2 separate regions of the Sus scrofa genome follow, and region 1 is linked to region 2. Evidence: chromatin contacts called from public Hi-C data. All regions are on one chromosome and are shown on one strand. Each heading gives the region's core, a stretch centred on a gene start, on an enhancer-like site or on the middle of the called end of the contact. The rest is flanking DNA. Distances are from core to core; before and after follow the strand shown. Region 1 holds the start of RAB7A (ras-related protein Rab-7a). Region 2 overlaps RAB7A (ras-related protein Rab-7a).

What was found. Hi-C and Micro-C count contacts between places; a contact is called where the count stands out from the background.
Region 1: a Hi-C map of alveolar macrophages shows a contact between it and region 2, with 2.0 times the contacts expected there. The contact joins the promoter of RAB7A here to the enhancer-like site in region 2. A contact is called at or near these places in 1 of 5 promoter capture datasets (liver), 24 of 47 Hi-C or Micro-C datasets (alveolar macrophages, blood, brain and 13 more) and 2 of 2 datasets of contacts at active chromatin or transcription factors (alveolar macrophages and skeletal muscle).

What each region holds. Positions count from the first base shown.
Region 1 is chr13:71,884,691-71,890,782 of Sscrofa11.1, reverse strand. RAB7A (ras-related protein Rab-7a) reads left to right here and starts at 4,025. Exons shown (of 7, transcript XM_021069433.1): 1 at 4,025-4,161.
Region 2 is chr13:71,845,198-71,851,911 of Sscrofa11.1, reverse strand. The region is part of intron 2 of RAB7A (ras-related protein Rab-7a); the gene reads left to right. Among named protein-coding and RNA genes, the nearest start is that of RAB7A, 38 kb to the left of the region's middle. Within about 2 kb of position 4,566, at least 7 of the 83 cell types and tissues checked have an H3K27ac peak or open chromatin away from gene starts, as enhancers often do. A contact at or near this core is called in alveolar macrophages, where this site is marked.

The DNA.
Region 1 (6,092 bases), core at 2,776-5,275, 39 kb before region 2:
GGAACTCCTCTTTTTTTAACCTTTTTTTTTTTTTTTTTTTGTCTTTTTAGGGCCCCATCCGAGGTATATGGACGTTCCCAAGCTCGGGATGGAATCGGAGCTACAGCTGCTGGGCTACAACTCCACAGCTGCAGCAATGCTGGATCTGAACCATGTCTGTGACCTACACCACAGCTCAAAGCAATGCAGGATCCGTAACTCACTGAGCAAGGCCAGGGTTTGAACTGGAAACTTCATGGTTCCTAGTTGGATTCCTTTCTGCTGCACCACGATGGGAACTCCCCTCCTTTTTTTTTTTTTTTTTTTTCTGTGCCTGAGGGATATAGAACTTCCTGAGTCAGGGATTGAACCCACACCACAGCAGCAACCCAAGCTGCTGCAGTGACAACACCAGATCCTTAACCCAATGAGCCACAAGAAAACCCCCACATGGAGCTCCCGTCATGGCACAGCAGAAATGAATCCAACTAGAAACCATGAGGTTTCAGGTTCGATCCCTGGCCTTGTTCAGTGGGTTATGGATCCGGCGTTGCCGTGAGCCGTGGTGTAGGTTGCAGATGTGGCTCGGATCCAGCATTGCTGTGGCTCTGGCGTAGGCTGGCAGCAACAGCTCAGATTAGACCCCTAGCCTGGGAACCTCCATGTGCCTCAGGTGCGGCCCTAAAAGGACAAAAGACCAAAAAAAAAAAAAAAAAAGGAAAAAAAAAAAAAAAAAAAAACCTCCACAACTGCTCACTTAAACTGTAGGTGCTATGGATCTTGGAAGTGTGGATCCCAAAGACATTCATTCCTCTCCCTTCTTCTGAAGGACAAGCAGAGTCTCTCCAAGGGAGGCCAGCCTGCCAGAATCCTGAGACAGAGCCAGGATGGCCTCAGAGGGATTGCCCAGCCTCAGTCAGCTTCCTGACCTAGAGAGCTGACAGCAGATGGTACCAGAACCCCAAGCAGCAATGACGCATCACCCGTCACAGCTAAAGGACAAGGCTGGCTTCTTGGTGGGCCCAGCTAGTGTGCTTCCCTGGGTTGTCTCCATAACCACAGCCATCGGCTCCTGGACAGATCACATCACATTTCCAACGTGTTACTGGCCTTGTTCAACTGAGTGGGTATGTTCACCAACTTGTGGGAAAATGACTCCATTCCTGTGTCCTGTTTCTAGACTTTTAACATCTCTGAGTGGCTGGGCCATGGCCCTATGGCTATTTGTGATTTGCCAGGGAGGGCCAGCCATTGCTGACAGCTCAGTGTTGGCCCGGACGGTGTATCTGCCGCAGATCCTGTTGTGTACCCTTCGATACTGCACTGCCTACCTGGGACGTTCAAGCATGAGGGGTGAAGCAGCTCCAGGGGGAGCCTCTGGGATGCTGGCAGCATTCTCTTTCCTTTTTTTTTTCTTTTTTCTTTTTTCTCTTTTTTTTTAGGGCCACACGTGTAGCACACAGAGGTTCCCAAGCTAGGGGTTGCATCAGAGCTGCAGCTGCTGGCCTGCACCACAGCCACAGCAATGCCAGATCCAAGCCACATCTGTGACCTACACCACAGCTCACGGCAACGTCAGATCCTTAACCCACTGAATGAGGAGGCCAGGGATCGAACCTTCATCCTCATGGTTACAAGCTGAGTTCATTACCACTGAATCACAATGGGAACTCCCAGCATTTCTTTCTTTACCTAGGTAGTGGTCATATAGATATTCATATTACAGTAATTTACTAATTTGAACACTTATGTTCCACGCATGTATGTATATTTATATGTATATATGTGTGTGTAGTTATCAGGATATGATCATTCACAATAAGAAAAACTTTTTATTTTTATTTATTTATTTATTTTTGTCTTTTTGCCATTTCTTGGGCCACTCCTGCGGCATATGGAGGTTCCCAGGCCAGGGGTCTAATCAGAGCTGTAGCCACTGTCCTATGCCAGAGCCACAGCAACTCGGGATCTGAGCCACGTCTGCGACCTACACCACAGCTCAGGGCAATGCCGGATCGTTAACCCACTGAGCAAGGGCAGGGACCGAACCCGCAACCTCATGGTTCCTAGTCGGATTTGTTAACCACTGCGCCATGACGGGAACTCCAAGAAAAACTTCTTAAAATGTTAAAAGAATCTGTGTCCCTGATGGCACATCATGCCCATACAAGCCTCAGATCTGCCCATCCTTGGACTACTTATTGAATGAGGTAGAGTAACACTTGTTTATTTAAACCACAATAGAAGAGTATTCTATTATCTGCAGCCAAACAGTGACAGTTGTAGGTGAATTAGGTGATCATGCTGTAAGAGCACTGTGCTCTTACATGAATGTGTCATGCTTTTTAACAAACCAGTTCCCTATTGATTGTTTCCAGGCTTTGGGTATTCAAAAAATGCTGGGTTGTCTTTTTGTCCATATGGGGCAATACACCTGTAAGATAATTTCCTAGGCCTTAGTTCTATGTTAACAGATATTGCCAGCTTGGCTTCCAATGAGGTGTAAAAACATACATTTCCACCTGTAGGTGTCACAGCGCCTGTTTTCCCCAGCCTTGCCAACGCCATCTTCCCTCAAAAGCCACATCAGGAGTTCCCGTCATGGCGCAGTGATTAACGAATCCGACTAGGAACCATGAGGTTGCGGGTTCGGTCCCTGCCCTGGCTCAGTGGGTTAACGATCCGGCGTTGCCGTGAGCTGTGGTGTAGGTTGCAGACGTGGCTCGGATCCTGTGTTGCTGTGGCTGTGGTATAGGCTGGTGGCTCCAGCTCCGATTGGACCCCTAGCCTGGGAACCTCCATATGCCGCGGGAGCGGCCCAAGAAATAGCAAAAAGACAAAAAAAAAAAAAGCCACATCAGATGGCAAAGAGAACACCAAAACTCTATGCTCATAACAACTTGGCTAGGTGGCCAGGACAGGGATCCTCTCTGCCCTAGCTTCATAGGTAAGTAAAAGACTGCCAAGGATAAGGGACCTACTTTTCCCAAGTTGTCTCCATTTTTGAGGCTGGATTAAGGCTTACTGTGGTAGCTGTGGTAACTGCTCAGTGTGTTGTAGCAATTATCATCATTACTATCATCCCAGATTCCCATTTTTCAGGCTGAAAGCCATTTCCTCACTTTTGGTGCAGAAGGGACAAAGATGCTTCTCGGTGCCTCCAGCCCATTCCCTCTGGTACTCCCCCTCTTCTTCCCTACCTCATCTCTTTCCTCCCCTGAGGGGCCTGGCCTTAGAAGCCCCAGTGTCTGTCCCAGGAGGCTGCAACAACTATGAGGGTTGGGCTCCGTTACTTTACCACCTTTTTTGCACACACCTGACAGGGAGAATGTGTAGCAGTTACAGTTAGTCAATCTCTCACCCCAAACTGTCCCCAATACCAGCTATTGGGGGACTTTGAGCCTTCCTCCCTGTCCTCACCTGTAAAACGAGCCTCATAGGGTTGTAGACCAAGTGGTACACATGCTGTAAGGGGTTGCTGTTCTTACTATTACGAGTGGGTAAGAAACGGAGATTTAAGGAGATACTGTGATTGGAAAACTCAGTCCTTGCAATTGCCCTGCCCATTAGATAACGTCACCCCATTTTATATAAAGGAGGGACCTCCGGGCCACCTCCACTAAGGTTGAATGGGGAGGGCAAGGTGGACGCTGTTTTCTCATCTGTAAATGGCAACAACAGCACGGGCCTTTCCGACACGGTGACTAACAGATCACCGAGCCCATCAAGCCATGCTGGCTCAGCACACAGCGCCCGCGCCAATGCCAATACACACGTTCCCAGGCCACCGCAGCCGCGCCCCAGCTCGGCTCACAGGTCCGGGCCACGCCCCCCGAGAAGACCCGGAAGCAGAGTCCCCCCGCAGGTCAAAGCTGGCGATGCTGCTCCTGTACCGCCGCCAGAGGGCATGAGCGCGGCCTTTGTTGGCTTGCACCTCGCCAGTTACGTCAGCGGCCGGTCGCGGAAATAGAGGGGTTTGCCGTACAAAATGGCGGCTGCCTATGGGGCGGTTCGGAACGCTGAGAAGCTGTTCTGTTTCTGGGACACGCGGCGATCCTGGCGTAGGGCTTGCAGCAGGCTTCTAGCCAAAGACGGCTCCCGCGGAATTTCCCGGCGCCTTTGTTGTCAGTAAGCGGCAGAAGGCACAAGATGGAGGCGTTGGCTGGGCGGCCGGAAATGAAAGTGAGCGGCGGCGTGTTTCCCTCCCCACCCGGCTCCCCCGCCCTCAGAGCGCCTCGTTGGGCCGCGAAGTCAGCAGTGACCCGGGGTCTGAGCTATGTCCCTCCTTTCTGAGGCGTGACCTGCCGCGAAAGGTACAGAGTGAGAAGCCGAGCCCAGGAAGTGTATGGGGGCCCACTGTTGCGGGCTTGGTGTTTTCCTTTAAGACTCACGGGGCCTCGGTCTCCTCGAGCGAAGACGCAAATCCCGAAACGTTCCATTGGGAACGACATGTGTAAGGCTCAGTGCGGGGCTCCAGGTTCGCAGGTTTTCTTCTCTGGCCGCGGGGTCGCCTCAGAGTGACGCTTAACCCAGGAGGCCTGCCGGGAGGTGGGGCGGCGGAGCGGGCTGCCTCTGAGCACAGCGTCGGGTCGGAGACCCTTTGCTTATTTAATTAATGTGAAACACATCCTGTGTAAGTTTAAAAAACACTTAATATCGGTGATATACACACAGCGTGGAACTTAACCATCTTAGTCGCTTTCGAGTGTGCAGTTCAGTGGCATTAAATACATCGCGTTGCTCTGTGATCAGGCTCTATATAAGTTCATTTTGCCGAAGACCGAAGCTCTGTACCCTTGAAAGGGTACCTCCACATTTGTCCCTCCCCAGTCCCTGGCAACCACCGTTCTTTCCTCATACAGGAGGCCTGGAGTGTTTGTCCTTTTGTGACTGGTGTGCATCACTGAGCATAAAGTCTTCAAGGTTCACTCGCGCTGTAGCACGCTCCTTTCTTTTTCAAGGCAGGTTGATGTTCTGTGGTTTTCACGAGCCCTGAAGGGTAGCGGAATAGCCACCCCAAGTGTGCCAACTTGGCACGCGGGTTGCTTTGAGCCAAAGGCAGTCAGTATCCAGCAATATGAGGGAAAGCCTGTAGCTCTCCCTTAACTGCCTAAAAGAATTTAAATAAGGACCAGACCAGAAAAAGCAATTACCAGAGAGAAACTTTTCTATCTAAAAGACTTACTTGGGGAGTTCCCGTCGTGGCGCAGTGGTTAACGAATCCCACTAGGAACCATGAGGTTGCAGGTTCGGTCCCTGGCCTTGCTCAGTGGGTTAACGATCCGGCGTTGCCGTGAGCTGTGGTGTAGGTTGCAGACGCAGCTCGGATCCCGCGTTGCTGTGGCTCTGGTGTAGGCCGGCGGCTCCAGCTCCGATTCGACCCCTAGCCTGGGAACCTCCATATGCCGCAGGAGCGGCCCAAAGAAATAGCAAAAAGACAAAAAATAAATAAATAAATCAAAATAAAATAAAATAAAAGACTTACATGCATGGCAGGACAAACATCTAATCACCAAGCCTCTGCCCTGCTCTTCTCTTCTTGTGAGTGGCCCTCCTCCCCTCTGAAGCTCCAGCCCCAACCCTTCCCTCAGCTCAGGAGGGCAGATAAGCCTCACTTGCCTGACTACCTTCTTATTTTTATAGGGCTCCCATACATATGAAATTAAGTTGGTTCCTTGCCTATTAATCTTTTTTATGACAATTTAACCATTAGACTAGCCAAAGAAATTAGAAAAATAGAAGGAAAATTTTTCCACCCTGACACCGCATTTTATTTATTCATCTGTTCGTAGACACCTGGTTTGCTTCTACTGTTTGCTACTGTGAATAACTCTGTGAACATAGGATGGACACACATTTTTACATGAACTAATATCCAGTAGGGTTGCAGAGAGGAGAGTATGATTTACATATTTAAATTTGATGAGGTAATTTTGAATCATAAATGAAACATTAAGCTGTTTACAAGATCACTATAAGATTTTAAATGTAGTCAGTCATTGTGCATTATGGGCCATGGCGTAGCCTGGTGATGGGACATGGATTTAAGGTGCTGTGGTGATTGTGGACCTCCCTTCAGCCCTGCCAGCAGGCTTGGGGGAATTTTGTGGATA
Region 2 (6,714 bases), core at 3,317-5,816:
TCTGTGTTCCGACTGCGTCGGGGCTCTCGTAATGTTCTCAGTTCGGACTGGATTCGCAAGGAAGGGTTCATAAAATTGGGAAAATGAAAATGACAGTATCAAACATTGGAGCGCTTATTGTGTGTTGGGCAGCGTGGCAAGACCTTTGCATAGATTATTGTGTTTAATTCTCAGAACAACCTTCTGAAGTAACATTGCTGTACGCATTTGTAGATAGGGAAACCGGAGATCAGAGAGGTTAAGTCGTTTGTCCAAGGTCGCACAGCTAATAACTTAGCGGAGATTTTATTCCAGGCAGTTAGACTATAGAGCACTGTTAACTTGCCTCTGGATTGTACTGCTTTCAGATGTCCCTGCAGGTTGTGATTTATCTTTTGCTGCTTGGTATCTGTCTCTCTTTCTAGTGATGTCACTTTGGAAGCCATCCCTGGTGATATTAGTTCTGCCTTAAAACCATAATATACTCCGTTTGCAGTTGTGTTTTCTAACACATCTTTTTTTGGTAGTGTAGCACCAATAAAGTGGGAGCTCTAGAACTCTATCAAAGTACTTAACTAAGGTTTGAAGATTTTTGTCACCTATGTATTTTGTCAAGTGAGTAGGCTGGCAGTACTGCCATGTGAACCTTTCCTGAACCTTCGTACTGGGGGGTCCTGCCAGTTGGTTCTTTGCTGTTGAAATACTGCATCTTTGGATTCCCAAAGAACAAGCTCTTGTCTCTGACTTGTGACTTAAGCAGCTGATGAGCCTCATGACTTCTCATCCAGGGATTAATAAAGTCTCCTGTTAGTGTGTTTCTTTCTTCAGACTTAGGAGAGTTTGTTCATGTTTGAGTCTAAGAACTGGAAAGTGAGTTGGGAGTACTTATGAAGATAACTTGTCCTGACTCCTCTGCTGTAGTCTGATGTCTTTTTTTTTTTTTCCTTTTAGATTTTGTTATTTGTCCTGGTATATGTAAATGAGTAGTAAGTGTGGTATCCTTAATGTTTGTGTAAGAGGAGCGAATGATGAGTAATTTTTTTAAATGATTTTTATTTTTTCCATTATAGCGGATTTACAGTGTTCTGTCAGTTTTCTACTGTACAACAAAGCGACCCACACACACGTGTGTATTCTTTTTCTCGCGTTATTCCCCATCATGCTTCATCACTAGTGACTGGATATAGTTCCTGGTGCTATACAGCAGGGTCTCATTGCTTATCCATTCCAAATGCAATAGTTCGCATTTATTAACTCCAGATTCCCAGTCCATCCCACTTCTTCCCTCTCCCCCGTGGCAATCAGAAGTCTGTTCTCCAAGTCCATGAGTTACTTTTCTGTGGAAAGGTTCATTTGTGCCATATATTAGGTTCCAGATATGAGTGATATCATGTGGTATTTGTCTTTCTCTTTCTGACTTCACTTAGTATGAGAGTCTAGTTCCATCCGTGTTGCTGCAAATGGCATTATTTTGTTCTTTGTTATGGCTGAGTAGTATTTCATTGTGTATATATACTACATCTTAATCCAGTCATCTGTCAGGGAACATTTAGGTTGTTTCCATGTCTTGGCTCTTGTGAATAGTGCTGTAGTGAACAAGCGGGTGCACGTGTCTTTTTCAAAGAAAGTTTTGTCCAGATGTGTGCCCAAGAGTGGGATTGATGGGTCATGTGGTAGTTCTGTATTTAGTTTTCTGAGGTACCTCCATACTGTTTTCCATAGTGGTTGTACCAATTTACGTTCCCACCAACAGTGCAGGAGGGCTCCTTTTTCTCCACATCCTCTCAAGCATTTGTTATTTGTGGACTTATTAATGATGGCCATTCTGACAGGTGTGAGGTGGTACCTGATGCTGATGAGTAACTTTTTGGTTTGCTGATAAGTAGCTTTTCATTTATTCATGAAATGTTTTGAGTATCTACTGTGTATCAGGCATTGGGCGTATTGACTCACATACATAGGCATGGTTCCTTTCCTCAAGTAATGTAGAAACGGTAAGTGATCATGGCTAGGAATTCTCTTGTGGAATGGCTTGGCTGTACATCTTGAGACTTTTTTGTAAGGAGGAGTTATTTCTCATCTCAACCAGTGCATCGGTAGTAATCCAAACAGCCCAGACAGCGCATAGTGTTATGGCCAACTTGAAGGCTTTGTTCATTTTAACAACAGTGTTTGCACAGATTGCTTTGCTTTTGAAGGGAGTTTGTAGAGGATATCGCGATTTCTAATGGATTGTGCTTTTTTTTTTTTTTTTTTTTTTTTTTGGTCTTTTGTGTTTTTGCCTTTTCTAGTGCCGCTTCTGTGGCATATGGAGGTTCCCAGGCTAAAGTTCGAATTGGAGTGTAGCCACTGGCCTCGCCAGAGCCATAGCAACACAGGATCTGAGCTGCATCTGTGACCTACACCACAGCTCATGGCAATGCCAGATCCTTAACCCACTGAGCGAGGCCAGGAATCGAACCCACAACTTCATGGTTCCTAGTTGGATTCGTTAACCACTGAGCTACTATGGGAACTCTGGATTGTGCTTTTTTTTTGAAGAGTAACCTTCAACTCTAAACTTGTTTCTCCTTTTGCCCTAGGGGCATTTTTGTTGTTCACTCAAGAGGGAGTTGGTGTGCTTGCAGATGTTGGCTGTTGCAGAGCTCTCTGAGCAAAGGCATGTTTGGCATGCTGGTGAAAATTTTTCTATGGCTGACAGAGTTTAGTTAGTGCCACCCAGTCTTAGTACCAGTATCATCCTAGTAAAACCCTTGGCCACCCCATCTCCCACAAGTCCCCTGGCTTCCCCTTCTTTAAGAGGGGATGTGCATTTTACATTTGTGGTAGAATTGTACGAGTAAACAGAAGGGTAGAGTGGAATGTAGAAGACACTCTAAAAATAGTTTATTAGTACATTCCTCCAGGTAATTGTTACTGACCACCTGGGGCAGAATTTTTTTTCTGGTGCCAACTGGGCCTACCCCCCCACCCCCGCCAAACCCCATAATAAAGAGCATAGCCTTATAGTTAAGTGTGGCTTTTTTTTTTTTTTTTTTTTTTTTTGGTCTTTTTGCCATTTCTTGGGCCGCTCCCATGGCACATGGAGGTTCCCAGGCTAGGGGTCTAATTGGAGCTGTAGCCACCGGCCTACGCCAGAGCTACAGCAACAGGATCTGAGCTGAGTCTGCGACCCACACCACAGGTCACGGCAACGCCGGATCCTTAACCCACTGAGTGAGGCCAGGGATCGAACCCGCAACCTCATGGTTCCTAGTCGTATTCCCCACTGAGCCACGACGGGAACTACAAGTGTGGCTTTTTAAAATTTTTTATTTTTACTTTTTTTGTCTTTTGTCATTTTAGGGCCACACCCGCAGCATATTTAGGTTCCCAGGCTGGGGTCTAATCGGAACTGTAGCTGCTGGTCTATGCCAGAGCCACAGCAGTGTCAGATCTGAGCCGTGTCTGTGACCTACACCACAGCTCATGGCAACCCACTGAGCAAGGCCAGAGATCCAACCCTCAACTTTATGGTTCCTGGTCAGATTCGTTTCCACTGTGCCACGACGGGAACTACAAGGTAAATGTGGCTTTGAATCTGATTCCTGCCCCAACCAACAAGTAAAGCAAAAGGTTTGTTTATGGGATTCGTTTTCAGTAAATTTCCAAAAGGATCTGCACTAATAACATTTTGCCCTTGTACTTGGCGTTAGCCTTTCTACGCAAAGGTGTGGCAAACCCAGCCCACACACGTGTGACAGTTGTTTTATGCACTGTTCCTGAGATTTGACATAAGTGTTTAACATTACTTCTGTCATAGATTGTCTAACTTTCCATCTACATAATTCAAATATGGCTGAGAAGAATTTGTCCAGATAGTGGATGGGCTTTGTAAGCAGGGTTTTCAGAGGAAGTCAGGAGTCCTCCCGAGTAAGGCCGAAAATAGTGTTTCCCCTTGGTACTGATGTCTTCCTCTGAAGGTGCCTGAAGCTCTAGGAATTAACCCCCCCTCCCCATGGTGCAGTGACTGCTTTCTGCCCACCTTTCTCTCCCTCATGAGGTGGCCATTGTACTTGAGGCATTCATTCCTCTCTTATCAGATGTGTATCTGTTAACGTGCTTCTCTGCAGTTGACTGCAACTTTTGATCTCTTCAGTTATTTGCTCTCGCATCTTCTATTTTCTGCTTTTCCCTTCCCACATATGGCATTAAACACAGAAAAAATGGTTTGAATTAATGTTTTAAAACTTCTTAATGGTGGTTGTGGTCAGTGTGATTTGTGATTCAAAGGTAAAAGTGGTGCGGTGGGTGAAATCAGAACAGGCATTTTTAGCACCGTCTCTGACTAGTTTCAATTTTAGTACTTCAGGCTGTGATTGCAAAAACAAATTTAAGAATAGCTACTTGCAGAATGTCTCCGTGGGGGTGGAAGAGAGCTTGAGAGTTGCTCCCAGTGGTGACATGCAGCATCGGTCTTGTTCCTTTGCCCAAAGATGCAGTTCTTAGTGCAGGGATCTCAAACCTTGCCAGGGCTGTTTTGGTGATGTCATCACTGCCGTGGGGATCGAATTGACTGATCATCTCTTCCGCGTCCTGGTCGCCTAGGGCTGCTTGCGTCAGTACGGAGACATCTGGGGAAGCGTGTTGGGGGAGACCTGCCACCTGACTTGGCTCTCAAGTGGATTTGCTTGTGTGCCCTTTGCGAGGCGCCCTGAGGATTTCTGGTCTCCATACCTTCTCAGGTGTAGATGCTTGCTTGCTTCTTAGTTCTGGCTTTCCTGGCTTGCCCGGCTCAGTTAGGGAACCCTTTAAAAATCACACTGTGGAGTAAATAGTTACCTCATTTGTTTCCAAGCTTTTTATGCAGTTCTTTTTTTTTCTTTATTGTGTGCAGTTCTAATTGTAAAAAATTATTTCTATTTGAGTTGTTTGAAAGTACACAACAAAGCATCTGTGAATTAACTTTTTAAAAAACTCAGTTGTAAGAGCATAGACATTATGAAAAATAGGGCCTGGTACGTTTGGCATTTAGTCAGTCTGCCAACAATGCTCTGTGTACTGACAGGTCTGGGGGGGCCCCAGAAATAACTAATCACTGGGGCAGCCCACAGGTGAGAGCCACTCCAGAGTCCTCTGACCTGTGCCATTCAGTGCACAGTTGTTAAAGAGCATTGATGTTTTGTAAAAACCTTCCTACGTAGTGCTTGTCTTTGAATGTTTTTGTGTTTGTGTAGTGCTTACAGTTTACATAGGATTTCGGTTGGTTCTCACAGCAGCCCCGCAGGCTCAGAGGGTGGCCATTTCTGTATTTCTGCCTGAGGGAGCTGAGCCTGTGCTCAGGTGGCTCAATTGCTAGAGTGCTGACCTGGGTCTGCAAAAACATAGCTCACTCTTTCTGGTGCACCAGCCTGCCTTTTTGATTATTTGTGTTTGCTGTAAAGCCCTCAGCATTTGACTCCTTTTAACAATGTGTCTGTCTTACACTATCATTCATTTAAAATATCTCTTTTGCTGATTATTATGTTTGTTTTTAAAATTTTTTTTAATTCTATTTTTATGGCTGTACCCACAGCATATGGAAGTTCCTGAGCCAGGGATTGAATCTGAGCCACAGCTTTGACCTACACCACAGCTGGAACAATGCCAGATCCTTTAACCCACTGTGCCAGGCTGGGGATAGAACCCACACCTCTGCAGCAACCTGAGATGCTGCAGTCAGGTTCTTAACTCACTGCACCACAGTGGGAACTCCTCTTTTGCTGATTATTAAACAAGTCGTTTCTTTCAAAAAAAAAAAAAAAGTGAGAAAATACATAAGTAAAAAAAGAAAAATTCAGTTCACTTACCCAGAGGAAGAACAAAAGTGTTAATTGGTTATCTTATTAAAAAAAATTTTTAGGAGTTCCCGTCGTGGCGCAGTGGTTAACGAATCCGACTAGGAACCATGAGGTTGCGGGTTCGGTCCCTGCCCTTGCTCAGTGGGTTAACCATCCGGCGTTGCCGTGAGCTGTGGTGTAGGTTGCAGACGCGGCTCGGATCCCGTGTTGCTATGGCTCTGGTGTAGGCCGGTGGCTACAGCTCCGATTCAACTCCTAGCCTGGGAACTCCATATGCCACTGGAGCGGCCCAAGAAATAGCAACAACAACAACAAAAGACAAAAAAAAATTTTTTTTAATGGCCACACATACAGCATATGGGCACACATGCAACATATGGACGTTGCCAGGTCAGGGACTGAATCTGAACTGAAGTCGCCACAATACTAGAGCCTTCAATGCACTCTGCCAGGGTGGGGATCAAACCTGCGCCTCTGTGTCAACATGAGCCTGAGCTGCTGCAGTCACATTTTTAATCCACAGCACCACAGCGGGAACTCCTGGTTATTTTATTTTTATGAGTGTATACTTTTTTTTTTTTTTTTTTTTTGGTTGCACCCGCATCATTCAAAAGTTCCTGGGCCAGGAATCGAACCTGTGCCTCAGCAGCAACCCATGTTGCTGCAGTGACAAAGCTGGATCCTTAACTTGCTGCACCACAAGGGAATTCCTTCCTCCTGCTGATTTTTAACACCATAGTTCAATTTTATCTGATTTGGACTTAGTGTAAATGCCATCATAAACTATACAACTTTGGTATTTGTTTCATTGATTCAGTGTTGCTTCTGAGATTTTGTGTGGGGTGCAGTTGTAACTTATCTTTTCATTGCTTATGAGTATTTCATTATGTGGTATGCCATAGGTGTTTATTAATTC